Linked DNA regions of Mus musculus: regions 1, 2 and 4 are each linked to region 3. Evidence: chromatin contacts called from public promoter capture Hi-C data. All regions are on one chromosome and are shown on one strand. Each heading gives the region's core, a stretch centred on a gene start, on an enhancer-like site or on the middle of the called end of the contact. The rest is flanking DNA. Distances are from core to core; before and after follow the strand shown. Region 1 holds the start of Shkbp1 (Sh3kbp1 binding protein 1). Region 2 holds the start of Map3k10 (mitogen-activated protein kinase kinase kinase 10). Region 3 holds the start of Zfp84 (zinc finger protein 84). Region 4 holds the start of Zfp60 (zinc finger protein 60).

Region 1 (2,700 bases), core at 192-2,691, 2.4 Mb after region 3:
GGAGATGAACGGCTGGCTGGAGGCTGTGGCTAACTCCGTGGCAGAACACGCCGAGATCGCCCGATGGGGTCAGACACTACCTACCACATCATCCACAGATGAGGGCAACCCCAAGCGTGAGGGCGGGGAGCGTAGGGCCAGCGGGCGCCGGAAGTGATTCCAGGTACCCTTTCCCCCACCTTGGAGTCTGACAAGTCTCCTTGCCCCTCCTCTCTGCACTGTGGACACAAAGACAACTTCTCATCCGCAAGGGCCGGAATGACTGCGGATGTGCCACTGTGGGCCTGAAATAGAAGGGACTTCTGCACTCCAAGAGGTGGTGGTAGGGGATTGCTGTCCCTATAGCCATATCTCGGTCCCTTCCCGCTCGCCAACCCCACCCCAGGTGCTGGGGCTCCATTCTTTTTATGCAATAACTGAGCTTGGTGGGGCCGGGCAGGGAGCCAGTTGAGCCAAGCTCCCTGCCCAATCGTCAGATCCTGCCCCAAGAAGCTGGAGTGGCGAGGGATCTAGGAGGTGGTGATTTGTTGGCCTCCTCTCCGCCCTAAGGATGGACAACGGGGGCGCTGGTGAGGTCCCCTGGACCATCCAGGGTGCTAGGGGGTGGGGAGGGGACACACTCCCTCCCTGCCTTTACCTCACTTCCAATGCTGCCTTGATCTGTCTGGGAAGAGGGAGGACAGGGGCCCTTAGCCCCTGTACTCCGCCATCTCAGAGCCATGCGGTTAATTCCTGACTTAGTTTATTTTTGCAAAAACGTAGACCCCCCCTCCTTCCCCCCGCCCCGCATCCGCGAAGGCTTTTAATAGGAGGGGAGTCAAAGTTCAAAACTGTCTTCCTCTCTCCTCCCCGATTCTAGCTGTAAATGCCACTTCCCGAGGGGGAGGGGGTGGGAAAGCCCTCCCCCTGCATGCTTCTGGCTGGAGCACCTCCCTGGGACGGAGGGAATCAGGGTTACAGGCAACCCCCGTGGCTGCTTGGAGACGCTGCCAAGGCAGGGGGTGCGGGGCGGTGTGGCAGGCGCACACTGTATGTACCTATAATAAACCCTTTGGCTTTGACAGTCTTCGCTGGTTTGTTCGTGTATCCGAGACAGGATTGGAGGGTGGGCCGGTGTGGGGACGAGGTCGAGAAGGCAGTCTCCTAGACTCTACAAATACCTAAGCCTTGGTATAGGCTCATTTCAAGATCTGCGCACGTACTCCTCAACGAATCGCCTACATTCGTTATGTATTATACCAAAATAAGGGAACCTAGAAAAGGGGGGGGGGAGTTACTAAATCACTCCAAAGGATCCCCAAGTGCGCCCCGTCGAAACCAGGAAAGACCGGCCCTCTTTAAAGAGTCAGAGACCGTAATTGCGTTGAGCGAGCTCTCTGTCCAATCGCCGGTGGATCCTGGAGTCTCTAGGCCAATGAGCAAGAGGAAGAGGCGGGGTCTATGCACACCCGGAAGTGGGTGCGAGCCGGCCGGCTTGCGGGGGGGTGGGGCTATGGCCGTCGCGACGACTGCAGTGGAGGGGGTCCCGAGTCGGGGAGCACCCGGGGAAGTGATTCATCTGAACGTAGGGGGCAAGCGGTGAGTGTGGGAGATCCTCGAGGCCCCATCCTACGGGACCGAGGCGGGATGCCCGCCTCTTCTGGGGGTGGGGGTGGTAGTCCCTGTCCATCAAGAATTGCTCCGCCTCAAGCTGGAGGCTTGGCGCTTGAATAAAAAAGAAAGAAAGAAAGAAAGAAATGCCAAAGGAGAATGCATGAATCTCAGTGGAGGAGGCAGCGTCCTCACCTCTTCTTCTCTTTCCTCTCCTTACCCCATCGCCCAGGTTCAGTACCTCTCGCCAGACGCTTACCTGGATCCCAGACTCCTTCTTTTCCAGGTGATTAGGAGAGTCTGGGGCGAGGGTAGGAGGGAATGAAAGAAGAGGGTGTGGGGAGACCCATTTCTACAATACTCACCTCTGCAACTCGGCCCATGTCTCCTCCTCGGTTTCCCCTTCCTGTAGTCTTTTGAGCGGACGCATCTCAACCCTGAAAGATGAGACCGGAGCTGTGAGTAGGGCTAGATCAAAAAACGGGACTCCGGGTGGGATGGGGGACAGGAGCTCCTACTTATTCCAGGTCTTTTCCATGACCCCCACCTCCATCCCCACCCCACCATGCAGATCTTCATCGACCGGGACCCCACCGTCTTTGCCCCCATCCTTAATTTCCTGCGGACCAAAGAGTTAGATCCCAGGTTGGTATGGGTAAATGGGTGAATTCTGCCACTGTATAAAATCTCTCCTCGAAAAGTAAATGTGTTCCATTCTATTAGAATTATTGATCATGTTATATTCCTTCCATTAAAATATGCCCACACATTTGCACCATTCTTCATCCTTGTTATCTAGATTTTAAAGAAAGTATGTATTTGTTTGTTGGCTTGAGATAAGGCCTTGCTCTGTAGCCCTGGCTGTCTAGAACTCCATCCAGATCAGGCCAGTCTTTATCTCCCATGTCTTGGATTGGCAGGTGTACCCCACCCTCAACCTCCCTAGAATTTTACGCCGGTTGAAACTAGCCAGGCTTCGGTAGTCTCTGGGCAGTTTCAATACCTTTCTCCTTGCAATGTGCTGTTCATGCCTATGCCCTAGATTTTTACACCCAAATCTCCCCTATTACCCAGGGGTGTCCATGGTTCCAGCCTCCTCCATGAAGCCCA
Region 2 (2,700 bases), core at 161-2,660, 2.1 Mb after region 3:
CATTTAGGATCACCAAACTGGAAAGACCCAGGATTCTACCCCCTGACGTTTATAGTTCTTGGACAAGCCACTGACGTTATACAGGACTCACCTTCTGCATTCTATACATAGAAAGGCAGCATTCTAAAAACATGGTGCTGAGGATAAGTTAGAAAAATATATAGGCAGGTAGAGAAACGGCCTTCCTGCCAGGGTTGTTTCCTTCCTTAGAGAAAGGTTAGAAGGACAAATGCCTAGGCAAAATGTTAAGATGAGAGGACCCATAAGTCTTATAAAATGCTAAACACAGAGCCCTTGTAACGACTCCCAACTCAGCGATTGTCAGCTTGCCTCAATAAAGCTCCACACACGCACACCTTTGTCCCTCTCAGTCAGTTCTTTGCCTGTCCCACAAATAAACTCAACCAGAATCTTAGTTACCGTAGGGGGCAAAGATGGGTCAGCTCTAAAGGGCATATGCTGCTTTTGCGGAGAACCTGAATTTGGGTCCCCAGCACCCACATGGGGTGGCTCACAACCGCCTGTGACTGAAGTTTCCAGGAGATCCAACGCCCTCTTTGGGTGCGTGCACGCACGCACGCGCGCGCGCACACACACACACACACAATTTAAAAATACGATCACTGACAGTGTTTGTTTTTCAATTTTTCAATTTCTTTTAAACTGCCCTTGACTCTTGCTTTGCCATTTATAATTTAGCAATCTTGAACAAAGTGAGTTTGTTTCTCTGAGTCACCTGTAAATGAGGCTCTTCGTGAAGATTTAATGACATCATCTGAGCAAAGCCCCCACCCCCGGAAACCCCTCCTTTCAGCCCCCTCTCTCCAAACTGAAGCTCATTATAGGAGGCAGAAGAGTATAGACAAGTTCTTACTGCAGATGCCAGTGATCCCATAGCTGGTGAGGCAAGCAAATCTGGCTATGAAATCTTCGAGACAGTACACTTCGCCCTCCAGCCTGCTCCTGCCCAAAGAGGCAGCACAAGTCTGTGCGTTAACTTGCTCCAGTCACCCATTGCTCTCTGAAGCAGGTGGTTCAAGGAGCGCAATGGTCCACGAACGAACTACATTTCCCAGCATGCACTTCCAGCCAGGGACCCTAGAGACTATCCTGCGAACCTTGTCCGAACCGCTTTAGGAGTATCGGTCCGTAATCTCCATTCATTCAGCTCCTATGTTTCCCTTGGCTAAATGAGTCAGTTACCGTGAACTCCAACATGAACGGGTCTCCTGCAGGGCTTGTAGAAAGCGTTGGTTCATTCGCCCTGATAGGAGATAGGGCCTAAGGACCAGGGCTCATGTAGCCTGGGACGAACCCAAGGCCTCGCAGCTTGGGACTACAACTCCCAGGCGGCATCGCGGCGGCAGCATAAACACGTCACTGGACACCGCCAAGAGCCCCGGCGGGGAGAGGGACTTAGGGGGCCGACCAGGAGCCGGCTGAGGAGGATGGGGGCCGCCCACGCGTTCCTCGCGTGAGGAGGCCGAGGGGCGCGCCACCCCATCCCGGGGCGGCCGCCCCCGGGGCGCCGCCATCCCTGCCCGGCCCTGCGGTCGTGGCTGAGGATGCGGAGCCGGGGGCCGCCGGTGGAGCTGCGCGGGGTGAGAGGCGCGGGGAGGGGCGGCCGCTTGCTGCCCTCGGCCTCGGCCTCCGCCGGCGGGCCCCGCTCGACCCGGCCCTCCCTGCGCCCTGACATCGTTGGGGACAGGTGAACCTAACGCCTCTCCTGCACAGCCAAATCCGAGGGATCGGTCCTATCGTTTGAAAAAGGTGTTTTTTAGGTTTTTGGGGTTTTTTTTCTTTTTAATTCCTTCGCTCCAGCGGAGGCCCCTCCCCCAGCTATGGTCCCCAGGAGCCCCCCGGGGTCCGCAGGGACTGTCTCCCATCCCGGCCTCCCGGCCCCGCGCTCAGCATTCCGCGGGCAGCCTGCGTGAAGCGGCCTCCCGCAGCCCCCGGCCCCTCCCCCATGGAGGAGGAGGAGGGGGCGGCGGCCAGAGAGTGGGGCGCGACCCCCGCGGGGCCAGTGTGGACCGCCGTGTTCGACTACGAGGCGGTGGGCGACGAGGAGCTGACCCTGCGGAGAGGCGACCGCGTCCAGGTGCTTTCCCAGGACTGTGCGGTGTCTGGAGATGAGGGCTGGTGGACAGGGCAGCTGCCCAGCGGCCGTGTGGGCGTCTTCCCCAGCAACTACGTGGCCCCCGCTGCACCCGCCGCACCCTCAGACCTCCAGCTGCCACAGGAGATCCCCTTCCACGAGCTGCAGCTGGAGGAGATCATCGGTGTCGGGGGCTTTGGCAAAGTCTATCGCGCCGTATGGCGTGGAGAGGAAGTAGCGGTCAAGGCCGCTCGGCTGGACCCTGAACGGGACCCGGCAGTGACAGCGGAGCAGGTCCGCCAGGAGGCCCGGCTCTTTGGAGCCCTGCAGCACCCCAACATCATTGCCCTGAGGGGCGCCTGCCTCAGCCCCCCAAACCTCTGCCTGGTGATGGAATATGCTCGGGGAGGTGCATTGAGCAGGGTACTGGCAGGTCGCCGGGTCCCCCCTCATGTGCTGGTCAACTGGGCTGTGCAGGTGGCTCGGGGCATGAACTATCTACACAATGATGCCCCTGTGCCCATCATTCACCGGGACCTCAAGTCCATCAACAGTAAGTGGTATCCTCTCTCCCAAAACTCTTCCGCTGAATCTTATGAGGCCAA
Region 3 (2,700 bases), core at 132-2,631:
GCCAAAAAAAAAAAAAGGAACTTGATCTCTCTGGAAACCGTAAACAAAAAAACAAAGTACATTTCAGGAACTTCAAATAATTTCTGCAGGAACTGGCCAGGTGCAGTATTAAAGTCCATTAGCCCACTTAAGCTGCTATAACAAAATACCAGAGACTAGCTTATAAATAACAAACTTATTTCTCTGTTGTGGTGGCACTGACAAATTAGGTGTCTAGTGAAAACCGATTTCCCCGGTCCCCAGATGGAGTCTCTGGACTGCACTCTCACCTAGAGAAGGCAGGTAGCTCCAGGGAGCCAGGGCACTACTCCCATTTAATTACCTTCAAAAAGCCCCCACCTTCTAAACCCACCACACCGAGGACTAGTTTTGTAACTATAAACTGGACAGGGTGAAGATGGGGTACAACGGAGACTCCGTGTGCTCACTATGTCTGCTTCTTGACAGAAAAGCCTAGAGCTGAGGAAGTTGTCTTTTTAGAACCTGAAGTGGATCACCCAGAATCATGAACTTCAAATTCTGACTTCTCTAGTGGTAGTCAACAGAGGCTAAGATTTTCTAAGAGTTCCCTAAACAAGGCTAAATGGCTACTCGGAGGGTGTGACACAAAAGTAGGAACCCACAGTAATTACGTTTTTTCAAATACAATTTCTATACACTCATCCGTTTCTGAGACAGGATTTCACTATGTGGGTCCCGGTAGCCTGGAACTCACTATGTTCCCACGGCTGTCCTCAAAGTCACTGACTTCCAGCTTCCGCAGCTCGAGTGCTGAAATTATAGATGTGGGTCACCATATCTAACTCCTAACTACAGTTAAAAGTCATGCTGATTGGTAAACTGATCTATCTTGAACACAGAAATCCTTACCGTCTCTACTATTTAGCTTTCTCCCCCCTCCCCCCAAATTTTCAAATAAACTTGACATAAATGGTGTCCCGCACCTCCCGCCCCCGACTTTGCGTTGCAAGACTAGAGGATCTGGTAACCACCTACTACCCACGTTCTGCTGACTTCGCGCACTCTCTCTCTCTCACCCTCCTGTACAATCCACATCCTCCAAAAACCTTTTCGCCCATGCAGTCACACTCCCGCCGCCTTAGTCCCTCTTTAAGCCTCTAGCGCCATCCCGGAAACCGGGTGGGTCCCCTAGAGCCGGCCTGCAGCCAGCGACCAACAAATACAGGCCTTAAGGACTGTATTTACACAAAGCACTTAAAACCAAGGGCAGACTCACTTCAAAAGTATAAACTGCGATCTCACGGCTTCGAACTCGGACGACCAGCGAATACCGACCAGGACAGTACCGGGTTAGGTCGGGTAGGGCACTGAGATGATCCGGAACAACCTCTTTCCAGCCACTTCCGCCATGTGGCTGAGCATTTATAGTGGACTACATTTCCCAGAAGGCGGTGCTACTTCTAGAGTCTGCAGGAGAGTTTCAGTGTGCGAGAGAGGAAGTAGAGATCTGTTGAAACTAGAGAACGGACGATTAGTTTTCTAAAGGGGGAATTTCCCAAGGATCCAAGGCTTGAAGTCTCTGAAACTTAAGCAGTTTCGGCTCTGTGGTGGGGGTGGATCTTTACTCCAGCTACAGAAGCGAGGCAAGAACCCGAGCAAGTGATCCAGCTCAGGACTACATTTCCCAGAAGACATCACAGACCGCGTTCTCGGTAAAGAACTCATCCTGCTATTGACAGTCGGATATATGAGGGCTCTTAAGAGCTTCTCCAGTGTGGTGTTCCAAGCTCCCTGAAGGAATGAGACAAGGCTGTTAGGACTGGGAACGACTGGATAGGGCAAAGATCGCCCTATCTTTACTGGAATATTTAGTCTACTTACCACTCGATAGCCACAAATTTAAATGTGCTGCATTAGCCTGGGTTGAGCATTGCATGTTTGTAATCCCAGCACTCAGGAGGCAGAAGCAGGAGAATCAAGAGTTTTAATGCCCGCCTCGGTTACATAACAAGTTTGAAGCCATGGTTACCTAACGACCTGTGTCCATAAAGGAAAATAAACAGAGAGATGGTTCAGTTCTTAAGAGCATCGTCTGTTCTGTTCCAAGCACTTATGTTGGGCCAATCATGAACATTTATGTTGGATCAAATTTTATGGAATTCCATATGTATGTATGTATATGTATATATATATATATATATATATATATTCTCACTCATATAATGAGAATTCAATGTCGATCATACTGGCTTCAAACTCTGGCCCATGTCTCTGCCTTCTGTTTGCTATGATTAAAAGTATGCATCACTGTGCCTCAAGTCTTGGTGGATTTTGTTATTGTTGGTTGATTTTGTTGTTGTGGAAGCAGAGTTTTATTAGGAAGACTGTCTCCGGGGGGAAGAGAGAGAGAGAGAGAGAGAGAGAGAGAGAGAGAGAGAGAGAGAGAGAGAGAGAGAGAGAGAGAGAGAGAGAGAAGAGAATATCTCGCTCACAAGATCTAGGTTTACCGGCAGCCTGAAACCCAGATTCCGCTTTTTGGATTTCTAGGTTCCTGGTCTTTCCGGGACCTCCTGGGACCCTTTCTAGACAGAATTCCCAGAGGAATTCTCCGTGAATCGGCTTAGAGCAGATGTTGTGGCAGGGGTTACACGAAGGAGGATTTGGTGCCCTGGCTTGTTTTTCCCACAAGGCACTGCGGCTTGGACTCCTCGGTTTGAACTACATTTCCCAGAAAACAAC
Region 4 (2,700 bases), core at 24-2,523, 2.0 Mb after region 3:
CAGAATTCACATTGCCCTTCCTGCTTCTTTCTGCCTCGTTGTACCCCACAAAGCCTAGCTTTTCTGTTTGAGTGGCTTTCTTAAACATCCACCAGCAATCGCATTGTTTCTCACACTCCCTTGTCCTGCAGAACACTGAGTGGAATGAACCCAAGATGGCCTCACAGAGCAACAACTAAAGCACACCAGGCCCTTAGGATATGGCGGCACTGCACTAACAGGCTTCACCACAGGCATCCTAAGGTTCCTGACAGGCCTGGAGAGCCTGAGGGGACAGAACCAAGACTCCAACCCAGATGGAGGGGAGGGGAGGGGAGGGGGAGAGAGCCTACCACTTTCCCAATCTCAAAATCTACTAGAAAACAAAAACCTCCACTCTTCCGCTGCTTTGAAATGAAGACCTGTAAGAAGATCTAAGGCCATCTGACGTGTGACACCATCCAAATAGAAATCGATTTAGCACATCGGAGTTTGAAAGCCCTTTTGTTAACCTCTGTCGGTTCCTATCTATAACATGGTCGGTGAGGTGGGGGGAGTGATTGTAGACAGAAGATGTCAAGGGTCATTGAAACGATAATGTGAATACTAACTGGAAAGGGGAGGGACAATGTAAGGGACACAATGATGGCGGTATCAATTTACACGTTCCTTCTTCATTTACTGACAATTCCATATTCTAAACATAAAACCCTCATTTCTCGCACAGAGAGAAAGCGCAAACTCGCCCTTGAGCCTTCGGTGGGTAGCAACAACGATCTCACGCTCCTCCAGCCCTCCTTTTGAATAATGGCCTGCGCAGGGAGCCTGAGTAAGCCTAGATTACATCTGAGTAAGCCTAGATTACATTTGAGAGCATCCCCAGTGAGCATTTCCCCTCTCTTCCCTCGACACTCACACGGCTAGAGCTCTGAGAAAAGGCCAGTAGGCCACCCTCGGAGGCACTTTCGGCCTCAAATGCTCGTCACAAAGCTCAATCTGAACCACAGGGAAAGCTTCCCTTCAGACTCCGCCCCTCACCTCTCCTCAGTGAAGCTTGGTCCTCTGCTGGTGGCCGCGAGAGAAAGCGACAAGCACGGTGATAATGCAAATAGCTCAAGGTGCGTACGCAGAGACGCGCGCGCGCACACACAGCACCGTCCCTAAACACTCACACACGCATCAACATCCATCCACCCCACCGTCCACACCCACACCCGGACTCCCGGCCTTACTCTGCAGAGACCGAAGACACAAAGCAATTCCCTACTCAGACCAGAAAGACCCGACCGTCCGCTATAGCGCCGCCAGGGCACCGGAAGTTGCTTTACTTCCGCCGCGGTAGCCCCTGGGAAATGTAGTGCCGAGTGCTCAACTCGATGAAGCCTAGCGGTCTGTAGTTCAGAGAGATCACTGCACACAACTTAGGCCAGGCCATCTGAGAGCTATGCCAGTGGTTTGTGGGAGACGTCGTGTTCTGTCTCCCAGACCCCCCACCCCACCCCCGGACAGAATAGGAAGCGTGATCAAATCCGGATATAACTGGCGTGGTTACACTTTGCACCAAGAGGGATTCCACCTGCTGTGCTCTAGTAGGGACTATGGTAGATTGGAAGACACTGAACTAAAGAATTGGTTGGTTTTAAACGTGGTAGTTTATATCAGCGATTTCAGACAGCCAGATGTTCAGAGAGTCAGTGTCCCTGTTATCTAGATAGGAAAACGTGAGTGAGGACTAGTTGGATAAATATCAACAGAACTGCGCCCATTTTGAAAGGTGAATGACTAGCATGTGGAAGTATCTAAACAACCACCGACGTATGTAAACAACCACCGACGTATGCCTTGTTTATGTAGGGAAAACGTACTTAGTGTAACATGACATTGAAAGATCCTGACAGAATGTAAAAGGTCACACAAGCCCTGAAATTGGCAAGATAGATGTCACTGTTAGCAGAACTAGCTTCACTGATTTAGAAAAATAGAGGTGCACAATGCTCTGGCCACTCCTTGAACCCGTGTGTCTGCCAATGTTTTGACCGTTCCTTGAACCCATGTGTGTGCCCACTGATGAAGCCCATTGCCAGGTGTTTGTGATATTGGTTGCTGAAAAAGAGTCAGAAAATCTCCCCAGCAACAACAGCCCGGCCAATCTAGAGTTCCTACACCTGCACCAGACTCTTCCCTTGGACCCCTCCCATACCCATTTCTTGAGAATAAACATTGTTTAGATCTGGAAATCCCCTACTTCCCCCTTCTCCTTCCCCCCCTGAGGGCCTATAAAAACTGGGACCTCTTTCCCCTTGGGGTCGACTCCTCTACCCCTGCGTGGGATATGAGTCGTCCCCAGAGCTCTGGCTTTCCCCGAATAAAGCCTCATGTGGTTTGCATCAAGCTTGGTCTCTTGTGAGTTCTTGGGTGTCCGCTATTGTCCTGAGGCCTGAGCAAGGGGCTCCTCTCGGAGTCTTTCAACATGAGCTTTCAAAACCACATTTATTTATTATTTATATTTACACATATTTTTCCAGAACATGAGAGAAAACTAGTGTCAAGGTTAATGATAATCCTATTAGGACCACTAAACATATTAGACGCTTTGTAAATGATCTAAACGCCTACAGTATAGACAGATTAGATTTGAAATAAGTCAGTCTCAACCAGATGTTAACTACAGAAAATACGTTGATAAATACTCTAGCTGATTAAAAGTGACCATCCTCAGGC

Evidence for each region. Promoter capture Hi-C pulls out the DNA fragments that hold promoters and counts their contacts. Capture Hi-C pulls out chosen DNA fragments and counts their contacts.
Region 1: a promoter capture Hi-C map of liver shows a contact between it and region 3, with 5 times the contacts expected there. The contact joins the promoter of Shkbp1 here to the promoter of Zfp84 in region 3. A contact is called at or near these places in 1 of 39 promoter capture datasets (liver) and 1 of 9 other capture datasets (liver).
Region 2: a contact with region 3 is called in a promoter capture Hi-C map of neutrophils, with 4 times the contacts expected there. The contact joins the promoter of Map3k10 here to the promoter of Zfp84 in region 3. A contact is called at or near these places in 3 of 39 promoter capture datasets (liver, neutrophils and pre-B cells) and 1 of 484 Hi-C or Micro-C datasets (CD4 T cells).
Region 4: a contact with region 3 is called in a promoter capture Hi-C map of adipose tissue, with 3 times the contacts expected there. The contact joins the promoter of Zfp60 here to the promoter of Zfp84 in region 3. A contact is called at or near these places in 4 of 39 promoter capture datasets (the C10 cell line, liver and pre-B cells), 1 of 484 Hi-C or Micro-C datasets (B cells), 1 of 115 datasets of contacts at active chromatin or transcription factors (bone marrow-derived macrophages) and 2 of 9 other capture datasets (adipose tissue and liver).

The regions. Positions count from the first base shown.
Region 1 is chr7:27,354,749-27,357,448 of GRCm38.p6, reverse strand. Shkbp1 (Sh3kbp1 binding protein 1) reads left to right here and starts at 1,441. Exons shown (of 18, transcript NM_138676.2): 1 at 1,441-1,578; 2 at 1,823-1,876; 3 at 2,003-2,048; 4 at 2,162-2,235; 5 at 2,665-2,700. The coding sequence starts at 1,493. It overlaps Sptbn4 (spectrin beta, non-erythrocytic 4), which reads left to right. Exons shown (of 36, transcript NM_032610.2): 36 at 1-1,066. The coding sequence ends at 157.
Region 2 is chr7:27,673,291-27,675,990 of GRCm38.p6, reverse strand. It overlaps Map3k10 (mitogen-activated protein kinase kinase kinase 10), which reads left to right and starts at 1,410. Exons shown (of 10, transcript NM_001290528.1): 1 at 1,410-2,648. The coding sequence starts at 1,967. It also overlaps a transcript of Zfp607b not described here.
Region 3 is chr7:29,767,233-29,769,932 of GRCm38.p6, reverse strand. It overlaps Zfp84 (zinc finger protein 84), which reads right to left and starts at 1,381. Exons shown (of 5, transcript NM_023750.2): 1 at 1,238-1,381. It overlaps Gm38983 (a long non-coding RNA gene), which reads left to right and starts at 1,680. Exons shown (of 2, transcript XR_881933.3): 1 at 1,680-2,700.
Region 4 is chr7:27,729,982-27,732,681 of GRCm38.p6, reverse strand. Zfp60 (zinc finger protein 60) reads right to left here and starts at 1,273. Exons shown (of 5, transcript NM_029531.2): 1 at 1,212-1,273.